Regions from separate parts of the Callithrix jacchus genome. Here region 2 is linked to region 1. Evidence: chromatin contacts called from public Hi-C data. All regions are on one chromosome and are shown on one strand. The core of a region is the stretch at or near the end of the contact, and the rest is flanking DNA. Distances in the headings are between cores, read along the strand shown. Region 1 overlaps P2RY6 (pyrimidinergic receptor P2Y6). Region 2 has its middle 32 kb from the start of P2RY2.

What was found. Hi-C and Micro-C count contacts between places; a contact is called where the count stands out from the background.
Region 2: a Hi-C map of induced pluripotent stem cells shows a contact between it and region 1, with 2.7 times the contacts expected there. The contact joins two enhancer-like sites. A contact is called at or near these places in 2 of 3 Hi-C or Micro-C datasets (induced pluripotent stem cells and skeletal muscle).

What each region holds. Positions count from the first base shown.
Region 1 is chr10:67,668,458-67,675,465 of calJac240_pri, forward strand. All of the region lies in intron 1 of P2RY6 (pyrimidinergic receptor P2Y6), which reads right to left. Among named protein-coding and RNA genes, the nearest start is that of P2RY6, 18 kb to the right of the region's middle. Within about 2 kb of position 3,739, at least 4 of the 16 cell types and tissues checked have an H3K27ac peak or open chromatin away from gene starts, as enhancers often do.
Region 2 is chr10:67,768,465-67,775,472 of calJac240_pri, forward strand. No RefSeq gene overlaps it. Among named protein-coding and RNA genes, the nearest start is that of P2RY2, 32 kb to the left of the region's middle. Within about 2 kb of position 3,952, at least 2 of the 16 cell types and tissues checked have an H3K27ac peak or open chromatin away from gene starts, as enhancers often do.

The sequences.
Region 1 (7,008 bases), core at 2,489-4,988:
TACTCTGTGTCACCAGATCCTCCCACATTCCCCCATTTCATAGTGACTGCCCCTCCTACATGGCAGGTGCAGAGCACGTGAGGAGTGATGGACGTGGGCAGTGGAGATAGATGTGAAGCCCCTGAGAACCCAGCGGCCTGTGCCACATGCTCCCCAGCCCCTCCTCACCACCAAACTGGCCTCACAGCTGTCAGGAGCATCAGAGTAGGAAATGTGGCTCCTCACTGTCCTGGGGAGGTCAGCTCCAGTGGTGGAGGCAGCATTCCAGGAGGGCAACCTGGAGGAAGTTGGCTTTGGTTTGGAGAAGCTGAGGCAGCACGGCGGGTGGCAGGGGAGGATGGCATGGGGAAAGAATGGTGCCCTGGGAGTTTGAGGCCCAGGCTCTTACTCCACCTTTGCCCCCAGTCACTGCCTGAGATAAGCCCCTCCCTTCTCTGAGCCTCCTTGGTAGAATATGGTCATACTGACCACCAGTGTGCTGGGAGGATGAAGTGCCACTCAGGGCGGCTCATCTTCTACCCTGGGAGATACTGAGGAGAATCCTAGAGCCTGAGAGCATCAGAGCTGAAGGTGCCCTTAAAGGCACCAATGTCAGCCTGGTGCGGTGGCTCATGCCTATAATCCCAGCACTTTGGGAGGCCAAGGCAGGTGGATCACAAGGTCAGGAGTTTGAGATCAGGCTGACCAACACGGTTAAACCCTGTCTGTACTAAAAATACAAAAATTAGCCTGGTGTGGTGGTATGTGCCTATAATCTGAGCTACTCAGGAGGCTGAGGTAGAACAATTGCTTGAACCCGGGAGGTGAAGGTTACAGTGAGCCGAGATTGTGCCATTGCACTCCAGCCTGGTGACAGAGCGAGACTGTCTTAAAAAACAAACAAACAAATAATAAAAAAGGCACCAATCTCTCCCCAAAGCCATTTTTTTCCCAGCAAGGGGATTGAGGAACAGGGTGGGAACCCAAAGTTTGGATCACACTGAGAAAAATCAGATTTGAATTTCTGGTAAACACTTGGTCAGTTGTGCACAGATTGAGCACCTACTGCTTACTCAGGCCTGTGCTAAGGGGTCGCTTCCACTGGCTGACTGTGGACCTCCTGGTTGGATGTGAGCTGTGCTGTGGCTCAGGAGAGCAAGGTGGCCTTCAGCTCTGCGGCCAGTCCTCTGCTGGGTCCCCAGGACAACTTCCCATAGCAACTTCCAGCAGGGCGGGTCACTGTCCCAGGAATGGGAATGGCTCTGAGGGCTCCTTGGCGGTATCGAAACCAGGGCAGAGCTTGGGTTAGACGCCTAAGTGGTCTCAGTTCCTGCTGCCTGGATGGACAGGAAATACAAAGCTGTCCCTATCATGCCTTATCCAGAGGGCCCAGACGTGCAGATCTGGAGATGCCTAATCCCACTGCTCTGCTCAGATAAGGGCACTTGGACTAACCTCAGAGGGGAGGGGAAGGCTCATGGGGCTCCACCTGATGGATGGAGAAAGAAACTAAGGCCAGTTGCCCCTTCTGCCCCTCTGCTCAGGAGTTCAAGGACACACAAGAGGCCTGGCCTGGCACCTCAACAACCACTGAGCACCCATTAGCCACTAGCCTTTTACTTCTTTGCCTTCCTAACAGAGTCTAGGTTTGACGACTCTCAAAACCTTGAAACCACAGCATCCTAGGGCTTAGAACTTCAAAGAACCTCAGGATGACCAAATTGGAGCAAAGGAACTGCCCTGCTCTCACCAGGCCTTAGATTTGCCCATGGACCTGGCTAGACCTAGAGGAGGAGGTGGGGCCCAGGAGGGAGTGCTCAGGTCTGAGGGGTCATCGGTGCACCTGGGAGAGTAACCCGCAAAGCTCCTGGAGAAAGCATGTCCACTGCTGGGCACTGAAGGGCCAGAGGGACCCGGACACATAACAAGGCTGAAGAGGGCATCCCAGGCAGGAGGCCCAGTGTGGGCAAGGGCACAGAAGTGGGGAATGAGCTTACCCTCTGTGAGACATAAATAAATATAGAAGCCAGAGCAATGGATGAGCTGCGCAAAGTGGGGGCCTCAGATGGGAGTGTGAGGGGGACTGGCCTGTTATGAATCCTCCAAGGCAGAGCCTCCCTCTGGCAGAGATTCTCCCTCCTTGGCCTCCCAAAGTGCTGGGATTACAGGCATATACCACGATGCCCAGACAGTGCCTTTTCTTTCTTTCTTTTCTTTCTTTTTTTTTTTTTTGAGACCAAGTCTCGCTCTGTAGCCCAGGCTGGAGTGCAGTGGCAAGATCTTGGCTCACTGGAATCTCCGCCTCCCAAGTTCAAGCGATTCTCCTGCCTCAGCCTCCCGAGTAGCTGGGATTACAGGTGTCCACCACCACACCCAACTAATTTTTGTATGTTTAGTAGAGATGAGGTTTCACTGTGTTGGCCAGGCTGGTCTTGAACTCCTGACGTCATGTAATCCGCCCGCTTTCATCTCCCAGTGTTAGGACACCGCGCCCAGAGCCAGTGTCATTTCTTAAATGCCTATTCTGTACCAGATGTTTTATCTGTAGTTCTGGGCAATTTGGTGGGGGGCGGCTTATTCCCTCCCCTTTACAGATGAGAAAACTAGGGAGTAGAAGGGGATTCCCAAGAGAGTTGGGTCTTCCCTGCACTGAGGCCCTGTGGCCATGAGATGGCACCAGTGGACAGCCAGCCACACTCCTTCACACAGCCAGGGAGGGGTGAGGGCAAGGCCCGTCTGCCCACAGCCGGGGCCTCCCCTCCGGGCTGCCACTAAGTGGCTTCAGTACTGGGTTTCCAATCTCAGTTCCTCTTGGCCCACTTCTCCACCTTCCTCCTACTCACCCTCCCCAGATGAGCTGAAGCCCTTGCTCTCAGGTTTTTACCCTGGTCCATGTGGTCACAGGAGCCACTGGCCCTGACCATCTGAGGTAGAGGCCCTGGACTCAGGCACCCACTGCCAATCTCCACTCCGGGTACACCTTCGGCAAAACTCCGCAGCCCCTCACCTCACAGCGGGGACAGCCTCTGCCAATTTCCTTTATTCAGTTCAGGCGACAACCATGGGGTCAGTTGTAGAGCAGGAGCAATTCCATATGGACATAGGAAGAAATGACAAGGAGCCAGGCTGCATAGATCCTATGATCTCGGGATAAACTTCACATGACCCCACAGCCTCCCCCGCCCCCTGAGGCCTTCATATCCAGTGGGGATGAAGGGACCTGTTGGCCAAAGGCAGGAGCTGGAAGCCTGAGTCACTGTCTGCCAACCAGCTGAGGCAGGAACCAGCTCAGACCAGGCTGGACGTGGGAATAGGCTTCCTAATCTTAGCCTGCCTGCCGGGAAATAAGGCCTGGAAACCCCCTTGCTGTGCCCCTGGACCGTGAGTTAGCAGCAAGGGCACAGGATGACAGGGGTCAAGAGTTAGCTTCCTTCCCCTGAGGAGTCAGAAAGGCTGGAATCCACCACCAGCTTGCTGTGTGACCTCGAGTGAGGCACCTACCCTCTCTGAGCCTGGGTAAACAGGGCTATTTATGGTACCTACCTACTGTACAGGGTCACTATACCCTCTGTGCCCCAGTCATCAACCCAATCCTGATTCTAGGCAGCCTCTAGCCTGGGGCAGGGTGGCCCCTGGAGCCCACCTGAGGCCAGCCTGAGGCCAGGTTCCTAATGCCAGTAGCTCTCTGGCACCCAGAAGACAGATGGCAGGAAGCAAAGTCCTCCCACCTGGAAGAGTTTGGGTCCTACCTGTGGCATCTGGCTGGCTACAGGACAAACCTGGCAGGCGGGAACATAGAGGGCAGGGGCCCTGATTTCTCTTCTCCTTTCCCACTTCCCCTTCTCAACTCCTGGTCGCAGGAATTAAAGTTAAAACTGAAACAGCCATTTTCAGTGAAAGGAAGAGGAAGCTGCAGCTTTGGGGAATTTGGAAGTTGGGGCTTCTTCATTTGGTTTCTTTCCAGTCTTTGCAAATTTAGCAAAGATGGAACTTGCATCTCCTGCTATGTATCAGAGGCCCCAGCTGCCCAAGGGTGCACCCAGAAGCCCCAGCACAGCCTGGACACATGTATTCACTGAGTGTGGATGATGCGCAAGCACAGTACAACATGCTTGATGTCCCATGTCTCATTCTCTCTTCACAACGACCGTTTCCATTTTACAGATCAGGTGACTGAGGCGTAGCAGAGTTAGCAACAGGTTCTTTCTTGGGAATGTGAATAAAGAGGGTGAGAGACCAGGCAGCCCCAGTGGGCACAAGGCTGAGAAGTCAAGGGCAGCCCTGAGACTGAGGAACTATGTGGATAGCACAGAGGTCCAGGGAGCAGTTGTGACAGGGCAGCCCTCGATGAGCAGAGGGGCAGCCTGTGGTGTCCCGTTGTGTAAGTCCACACCTATAGGGCTACTGTACCTCCCACCCAGTGCTCCAGGAGATCCCCAGGGCCTCCTAAAAAACTCTCCCATGGAGCTAGTGGGAGAGGCTCTCTGTACCTTTCCTGGACGACCAGGCCGCCCAATTTGTTTGTCTCCTTGTGGGAGAGGTCACTTGGCTCTCCCTTCGAGAAGGAACCTGCTGCTTAGCTGCAAGTAGTGTAGTTGGCTGACAGCCTCAGTTAGTGCCTTCAGGATCCGCCCATCCTCCCAGATAACCAGGCTCCAGTCTATGGGGGAAGAGATGGCCCAGGTCCAGCCGCCTGGCTAGCCTGGCAGTCATTGTTCAGCTCCTCTGTAGCTTCTTCCCACCCAGTTCCCAGACTCCCTCTCATGATGACGAGCCTGCCCTCTGATTTTCCTTTGGGGGAATCCCCCCTTCTCCCATCTAGAGTTTTGGGGATCTGGGAGTGATGGCTCTGTGACCTAAACCTGCCAATGAGAGAAGAGTGGGCCTCTCAGGCCTGTAACTGGCTCAGGGTGGACGGGTGACATTCACTGCATGACTCAGAGTCAGTTCTGGTGCTTTTGCTAGGACATCAGGAAGGAGACAGGTCTTCTACAGCATTTGCAAAGCTGGTAGAAAGCAAGGCAGGAGCTGCTGGAGGCAAGGATAACAGGCACTGTCCTGGGCAATGGAGATACTGCCACCAGGGAGGAGACTGTCCACATAGAAAGCCAGGGAATGGCAGGGATGACAGATGGGGATGCATTGTTTCCTGAGAACAGCATTGAGTGCCTGGTTCCAGCTGCGCCTGAGATTTTACCTTTGGTATTGTGACCTAATAAACTCCTTTTGCCTCCATCCATTTGACCTAGAATTATGTCACTTGAAACTAGGAGTCCTGCCTGTAGATCTGCACCTTGTGCCCAGGAAGAGAGGTGACATTTCCCTATGGGAAAACTGACGCCAGAGAGATTAGGAACTTACCCAAAGTGTACTATAAACCCACCATAACACCCTGCCTCTTAGGAAGAATGGCCTAAGAAAGGACAAAGAAATGGAAGTCAGGAGTCAGGGCAGAGAAGACCAGCCAAAGGGGCGGTGTCAGACTATCTCCCTTTCCTTTTCTAACTGTGCTAGGAACTGGGGACAAGGTTTGCTTTGCCTCTGGGGCCTCAGAGACCAGCACAGGCTTTGGCTCTGAACAGGCACTGGGAAATGTTGGATGACTAGATCCAGTCTATGAAGATGCACCCCAGGGCTCTGTCCTTGGTGCTGCCTGGCTCCATAATTTTTTTTTAAACTTTTGTCTGACTGATGACAGAGGTTTGTCGAGGAAGATGAAGAAGGTAATGGCTGCAGGAGTAGCACCTCTGAGACTGCTTGGGTCCCCCAGTCCCACCTCACACAGGGCAGACCACCAACCCTGCCAGGTGGTTATTGTAGTTTATGACCCTGCCCATTTCCCAGGCAGACCCTGAAGCCCGAAGGTAGGCAGTTTTGTCCACCACACGTACAGGTAAGGGGGAGCCTCAGGGAACTCCTCCCCTCTTGTGAAAGGCGGCCCCTGCCTTGACTCTTGCTCTGATCATCCCTAGCTCCTCCTAGGGCCTGAGCCCACCTGGCAGAGATAAGACATCCAGCTGGACATAGGGTTCAATGACAGGGCTCTGAGTTCTGGATCGTCAGGACTAGGGAGGTCTTAAGGTCATCTGACCCAGAGGCCTCCCCACCATCCCCTCAGGGAAGGGGGCTCTTTGGCCCCTGCTTCCATACTTCACATTACAGGGAGCTCATTCCTCTCCTAAGCCACTGTATTCCACCTTGAGAAAGCTCAAGGGAGATATGTTTTGTCACTCCAAGCCCAGAGATTTGCCCCTAGTCTGCTTTTCCACACCAGTCCAGCTTGCCTCTGGGGCCATACAGCTTGGCTGTCCCAGGACACCCTGCAGAGATTGTCCCAAGACCATCCATCTATTGGTCTTCATTCTCACCAGGCAATTTCAGGCGCATGTCCAGGTCCCAGGAGACCTAGTGGTGGGTCCTCAAGGATGAGGCCGTGGTCTATGACTATTTTCAAACCTGAAGACAAAACCATTTGCTACCCTATGTCCTGTATCATTGCCTGCCCAGGGCCTGTGAGGAGGGCATGGTCTCTTCTTACCATTTTGGGAGGAGGAAACTAAGGCCCCCAACAGCTTAGTTACTTGCCAGGGCCACCAATCCATCAGTGATCTTCCAATCAGCTGGACTGCCTGCCATCAAACCCCAAATCCTCACCTTCACACTGGCCCATTTGTGGCCAGTCCAGCGTGGGAGGAAGAGGGCACGCTGGGTGCCTGAGGGGTGGCCTTGGAGGAAGAGATCAAAGTCAGGGGCAACTACCTCGTTCAGAGTGCAATGTAGGAGGTCAGCAGGCGACGGGGGGCTGCTGCGGTGGAGTATGCATGAAGAACACGGGGCAGCTGGGTGCAGTGGCTCACACCTGGAATCTCACCACTTTGGGAGACGAAAGGCGGGAGGATCACTTGAGCCCAGGAGTTTGAGAACAGCCTGGGCAACAGAGAAAAAGCCCGTCTCTACCAAAAAATGTCTAAAAATTAACTGGGTGTGTTGGCATGTGCCTGTAATCCCAGCTATTTGGGAGGCTAAGGT
Region 2 (7,008 bases), core at 2,702-5,201, 100 kb after region 1:
ACTCAGATCCGGAACAAGTAAACTTAATAAATATTTATAGAGCTCTCCACTTCAAATACACAAAATATACATTCTTGTCAATACCACATCACACCTACTCATAGGTTTAAATGAAACATTGATTGGCCATTATTAATACCCATTTTTTTTTTCAGAATAAAGGAATATTTCCGTTCACCCTCCCTCTCTCTCTTCCTCTTTCTTTCTCTCCTTTACTCATTTTTTTCTTTCCTTCTCTCAAAAAAAGAAAACAACTTGTAAACCTCTAGATCCAGATCTGCAATGTCTCTCTCTTTGCTTGAATTCCTTCCTTCCCTTCCCTCCCTCCCTCCCTCCCTCCCTCCCTTTCTCCCTCCTTCCCTCCCCCCCTTCCTCCTTTCCTTCCTTCCTTCATCCCTTCCTTCCTCCCTCCCTTCCTCCTTCCCTCCCTTCCTGCCTTCCTCCCTTCCTCCTTCCCTCCCTAAAAAAAAAAAAAAAACATAAGGGATATTGGGGACATATGCTTATACTAAAAAGTTACTCATTGCTAATCTGAAATTCAAATTTAACAACGAATCCTGTGTTGTCATTTGCTAAACCTTGCAAACCCTCCCCCGACACCTCCCTTTTCAGCATCTGTCATTTGTCTCTGCCCTGAGCTCCCGGGAACCATCAGAGGTTGTGGGCCACCTGCAACATACTCAACAAAACACAGTGCGAGGAACACTGAAGCTTATCTAGCCCCATTGCTCCCCCAGTAAGTGGACTAGGAGGCTGAGGCCCAGAGGCAGCAGGCACTGGCAGGTCTTTGGGCACCTCTCAACACCTTGGCTGGAAGTTGGGCCTCCCTGACAACAGGAGGACCCTCAGTTGGGGGCTTCTTAGGAAAGACCAGGACCCTCCTGTTCATCATTCTGGGGCAAGGCAAGGCAGGGAGTCTCTAGGTTTCTGCCCTGACCCAGGGCTGTTGTTTGCTGGAACTTGACACCCCCAAGTGAGTCACCTCCACCTCCCAGGCTACACCTGATGCAATGCCAAGGCCCTGGGGCACCTCAGATCTTACCTGGCTCCCAGGCTGGAGGAGCCAAGTGGGTAGAGCTTGGGTGGATCTTGGGCAGGACTTTGTGGGAAGGACCAGAACTTGCGGAAGGCTCATTGCCCAGCAGTCCTCCTCAGGCCCTGCTAATGGCCAAGTCAAGGCAGCCCTCAGAAACCCTCAATGGTGCGGCCAGGCACGGTGGTTTATGCTTGTAATCCCAGCACTTTGGGAGGCAGAAGTGGGCTGATCACTTGAGGTCAGGAGTTCAAGACGAGCCTGGCCAACATGGCGAAACCCCATCTCTACTAAGTAAAGTACAAAAATTAGCTAAGCATGGTGACGGGCGCCTGTAGTCCCAGCTACTTGGGAGGCTGAGGTGGAAGAATTGCTTGAACTGGGAGGCAGAGGTTGCAGTGAGCTGGGATAGTGCCATTGCACTTCAGCCTGGGTGACCGAGTGAGACTCCATCTAAAAAAAAAAAAAGAAAGAAAGCAAGTCCCAATGGTGCAGCTGGAGCTGAAGGGGAGGTGGAGTGTCTGGTGGTGGAGCGAGGTACAAAGTTCATGGGGAGGGACATAGACTTGATTAAAATCACCCAGCCTATCAGGCCTGCAGGGGTCTTCTGTCAAGTAGCCATTCCCACTCCCTACTGAAGGTGCCCACCTCTCCGGGCTGTTTCTTCATCTCATCTTTCTGTCGTTATGTTATGTATTAGTTTGCTTATTGTCAATGTCTAGTTAGAACATAAATCCCGTTCACTGTCTTGAGATCGTAGAACAGTACCTGGCTTAGCAAGCATTGTGGAAACTGCCCTGACTGCATTTCACCTAGTGTGGAACATGGCCCCTGATGCCACAGTTCCCCCACCCTCCCACGAGCACCTCAGCATCTGCCAGGAGATGGCTCTGTGCTCAGCTTTGTGTTCCTGGGCTCCGGGCTGCAGCTCCCTCCTCTGATTACATACAGCCCAGCCTGGGTCCTGGGACTAAGAAAGTAACAGCACAGGGTTGGGGCAGACTGACAGACTGTGGGTTTAAGGCACTGCTCAGGGTGGGGCTTTCATCTGCCTGCCCAGTTCTTCCACCCAAACCATACAAGCCCACAGCACCTAGGTGTGGCCCAGAAGCTCAATCCCAGGCCCACATCGAGCACACTGAGCTGACCCCTCCAAGTCAGTCTGGCTGAGGGTACAGAACTGAGCTAGAAGCTGATGACCTGTCTGCCTTGCTGTGTTACCTGCCACATCCCTAGGCCTTGCCAGGCCTGGCTCCATCTGTCTGTATAATGATGACTCTGGGCTGACTGGTCTCTGAGACCTGCTGGCTCAGCCCACCCATGGCTTTTTCCTATCCCCTCTCTACCCTTAAACCTCTGCACCAGCCTCTCCTGTACTACCCTGGGAGTACTCCTGACCCAAGGACTCTAGACCCTCCCCTTCACCCTAGTCAGACCCTTTGCTGACCCTATCCCCTGTCATTCTCTAGGACCCACGTCCTGGTCCTATCTGTCTTGTGGACTATGGGCAGTTGGTGCCAAAGGACTGTTCCCAATGTACTTGGGATACTTTAAAGTCATCCAAGACAGGCATGGTGGCTTATGCCTGTAATCCCAGCACTTCGAGAGGCAAAGGCGGGTGGATCACAAGATCAGATCAAGATCTTCCTGGCTAAGATGATGAAAAATACAAAAATTAGCTGGGCGTGGTGGCATGTGCCTGTAGTCCCAGCTACTCATGAGGCTAAGGTGGGAGAATTGCTTGAACCCAGGAGGTGGAGGTTGCAGTGAACAGAGGTCATGCTACTACATTCCAGCCTGGGTGACAGAGAAAGACTCTGTCTCAAAAAAGAAAAAAAAAGTCATCGAGAAAAATGTCATTCGGGGAAAATCTGTCCACATTTGCCTGGCTCCAGGCCTCTAACCAGTCCCAATAGCTCCTTGGGACTCCTGCTCCCCTGACATGTCCAAAGCTGAACTTTTTATCTTTGCCCAGACCTGCCTGGGGAACCTGTCTCAACCTCAGTAAGAGCATCACCAACCAGCTGGTCACCTGGGCCAGAAACCCAGGAGTCACCAAGCCTCCTCTCACTTCCAGCCTGCCCTCATTCCATCCTCCACTAAATGCTGGCCACCTTTCTGTGCTATCCTGGGGACTGTCTACCTCTCACCTTCCACAGAACTGCCCACCTTCATCCTTCATCTTTTCCTCCTGAACCTCGAAAGCAGAGGGCTCCTTGACACTGCTCTCTGCCTTCAGTCCATGCTTCATGCAGCAGCCAGAGAGGGACCCTGCTGGCAACACACCCAGCCTTGTCACTCCCCTGCTCAAAACCCTTCCATGGTTCCCACTGCCCTGGGGATAAGGTCTGGTTCCTTGGCCTGGCATTCGAGGTCCTACAGGCTCTGGACCCTGCCAGCCTCATCAGCTTATCTCATGCTGCTATTCCACCAGCCCCCGAGCATCCTCCAGCTCCCAGCTGTGGTTTCTGATGTTCCCTCCACCTAGAAGGCCTCTCTTCTTCTGAATCTTTAGGTTCCTCCATCCTGAATCATCTGGAGGGTCCATTGTGGGAATCAACTCCTTGTTTAGGGAGACGGATAAACAAGGCTTTTCTCAGGGTGCATGTGTGTTTTTAGATAAGTCGACATTTATCTATTTATTTGGATACTCATAGGCTTTCAAAAAGGATTTGAAGTGGGCTATTCAATATTGATTGCGTGCCCCCACGTGCAGCAAGGCCCAGTGTGTGCACACACACACTCATTCACACACAAGGCCGGGACACTGTGAGAAGCAGGGACAGGCAGAAGCTTGCAAGGGCCTCATGGGGCCAGTGTGAGTTAGGATGAGGCAACTGGATTGAGAGGGAGGCCCACCTAGCACAGGGTAACACAGACAGATGTGGTGTTGGGGGTTCAAATCTGGGGTTTTCTGAGCCCAGTTCACAGGGCTGCCCCCAGAGGACTGAAGCTAGCCCTGTCTTTAGAAAATTTCTTGGTTATATAGAGAGAGGGGGCTCTGGAAATTAAACAGAGTCCACCGGACAACTCACCTCCCCACAGGGTGCTCAGTGTCCCCTAGGGTGAGGAAGGAAGTGGGAGCTGGAGATATGGAGAGGATTTGGAGGGACGGGAGGCAATAACAGCAAGGGCTGCAGGTGGGGGAAGGAGGCCCACAGCTTCCCTCCGTGGCCCCTGCTTGCATTTCCCTTCCCCTTTGCCCACATCAGTTTCAAGATCTGTTCCTCTTTTCTTCTGCAACATTGCTGGCTGGGGGGAAAGACTGTGGTAACAGCTCAACCTCTAGGTTCTCACGGGAGAGAGCCTAGGCCCCAGCTGAGTGGCAGCCCTGTGGGCACCGCAGACTCCAGAGTTCCCAGCACACTTTCCAGCTCTTTTCTTCTCCTCTGTACCCCCAGCTAGTCTGTGAGCAAATATCACCACACCCTTTCTGAGGGTAGGAAACCAAGGACCAGAGCGTCAGTGACAGAGCAGACTCCATCCCTTTGTTCTCAGAAGCGAAAATCCTTCCTCTAGAAAGTATTCCAGGTGTGGTCTGGCATGGTGGCTCATGCCTGTAATCCCAGCACTTTGGGAGGCCGAGGCAGGTGAATCACCTGAGGTCAGGAGTTTGAGACCAACCTGGCCAACATGGCGAAACCCCATCTCTACTAAAAATACAAAATTAGCCGGACATGGTGGTAAGGGGGGGGTGCTATAATCCCAGCTACTTGGGAGGCTGAGGCAGGAGACTCGCTTGAACCTGGGAGGTGGAGGTTCCAGTGAGCCAAGATCGCACCACTGCACTCCAGCCTAAGCAACAGAGTGAGGCTTTTCTCAAAAAGAAAAAAAAAAAGTATCCCAGGTGCCATCTGCTTCTAATCTCTGACAGCCTGGCACAGTGTTGGCAGAAATATGTGTTGAGTTGGCATCAGAGAGGGCCACTGAGAAGGAGTCTCACCTCTCTGCACCCTCCAGGCATGCAGGCACCAATATTCAGTCTTGACCTTCATGGGCTGTTTTAAATCCTGGGCTACTCTGTGGTTTCACCCACAGGGCATGGGACATGGAGGCCAGTTTGATGGGACTCTCCAGGCCAGTGGGGAGGATAGACAGGGGACAAAGATTCTAGTTTCATCTTTTGCAGCCAAAGGTGAGGCGGGCCTGGCCAACTCCTTGGTGACCCCAACTGACCCCAACACTGAGTGGCTGGGAACTGACCCAGGCTGAGCTGAGGCAGCTGTTAAAGCAGTCCTAAAATTAGCCCCAACAGGAATAAGGAGGGGGGATCTGGCCCAGGCTTCAGACTCCCATGGCCCCAAGGGACTGAGCCCACACCCCACTCAAGATGGAAGAGGTCAGCCAGAGTTTTGGCAGTGACCTACCAGGAGGCTAGGAGGGGAGTGGGGAGATTCACAAGCCAGGATGAACACAGTTCAGAAGGGGATTGATGGGCTGGAGGTGCCCCTGCCAGTTGCTTGGACCTTATGTGGCTCCCAGCCCCAAGCCCTTCATAACCCTGAGAGGAACCAAGGAGAGACCTCAGTATTTATGTTCTCCTAGAACAGGACTGAGGGCCCAGCCTGTCCTCCCAAGGCTGAACTGGATAACCTCATACCTTAGCAGCAGGTCGCAAGAGCAGAGGAGGAGCCAGGAGGTGTGTTAGCCTCATTGAGAGAGTCATGGATTGGAGACACATGGGAGAGGCCCAAAGTCAGCCCCATCCTGCCCAGGGATGCAGCTTCACCCACTTCCCTCCTCTGCCTTGGTGCTCTGAGAATCTTATTTAAAATGCAGGTCCTGTCTGAGTGTGGTAGCTCATGCCTATAATCCCAGCACCTTGGGAGGCCAAAGAGGGAGGATCACTTGAGGCCAGGACTTTGAGATCAGTCCTGGCAACATAACAAGACTTCCACCTGTCTCTACAAAAGCTTTTTAAAAAATTAGCTGGATGTGGTGTCATGTGCCTGTAGTCCCAGCTACTTGGGAGGCTGAGGCAGAAGCATTGCTTGATCCTGGGAGTTCAAGGCTGCAGTGAGCTATTCAGTATGATTGTACTACTGCACTGTAGTCTGTCACTGACAGAGTGAGACTCCATCTCTTAAAAAAAAAAAAAAACAAAACCAAAAACAGATCGTGATTCAGAAGATCTGGGGTCAGGTACGAGATTCTTCAAGATTCTAACAAGGTCCCAGATAGGCCTAAAGATCACACTTTGAGCATGAAACTCATTTGTAGCTTGGGTGGACCCCAAGGCCAGGGCCCCTGTCTTCTCCTGTTCACAGGTATCCTCAACTCCCATCTGCAGTAGAACCTGGCATGGGCATATGGGCACCCAATATACGAGGTGGCTGGCTGTTTTATTGTGGGTTCCTGACTGGGCACATAGGTGTGCGTGGGTCCCCGGGCCTGTGTGTCTACTGCATGTCTCTTGTTACATGTGTAAAAAGTGAACAAAGATGCATGTATACAATAATGATGAAATAAAAGTAGCTAAAGTTTAAAAAATAGCTAATCTTTATTGAGCACTATGCCCAGGCAAGGAACTAGGAGTGTTACATGCAGTACCTTATTTAATTCTCATAACAACTCCTATGAGATGAGAAAACTGAGGCTCAGAGAGGTTAAGGGAGTTGCTCAAGATCGCACAGTGGATAAGTGTCAGGACTGGAATATGCATGTGCACCTATGTTGATCAGTGTACCCATCTTGGTGCATGTGAGCTTGTGGGCATGTGTGCTATTGGTTGGGTACAGGGGATGCAGGAGGTGAGTAGCAGCAAGGATGTAGTGGGCAGGGTAAGAGCCATGCAGGATGATTCAGAGTGTGAGCTTTCCGCAGGCAGAAAGACAGAAAGAGACCTAGGTGGAGGGAGATGCAGGCAGGAGGCGGCAAGTCTGGGCCTGAGTCTTCATACTGCAGGGCCAGCTTTCACTTCCTCCTCTGTGGAATGAGTGGGATAATATTTGCCTCATGAGACTCTGCTGTGAGAA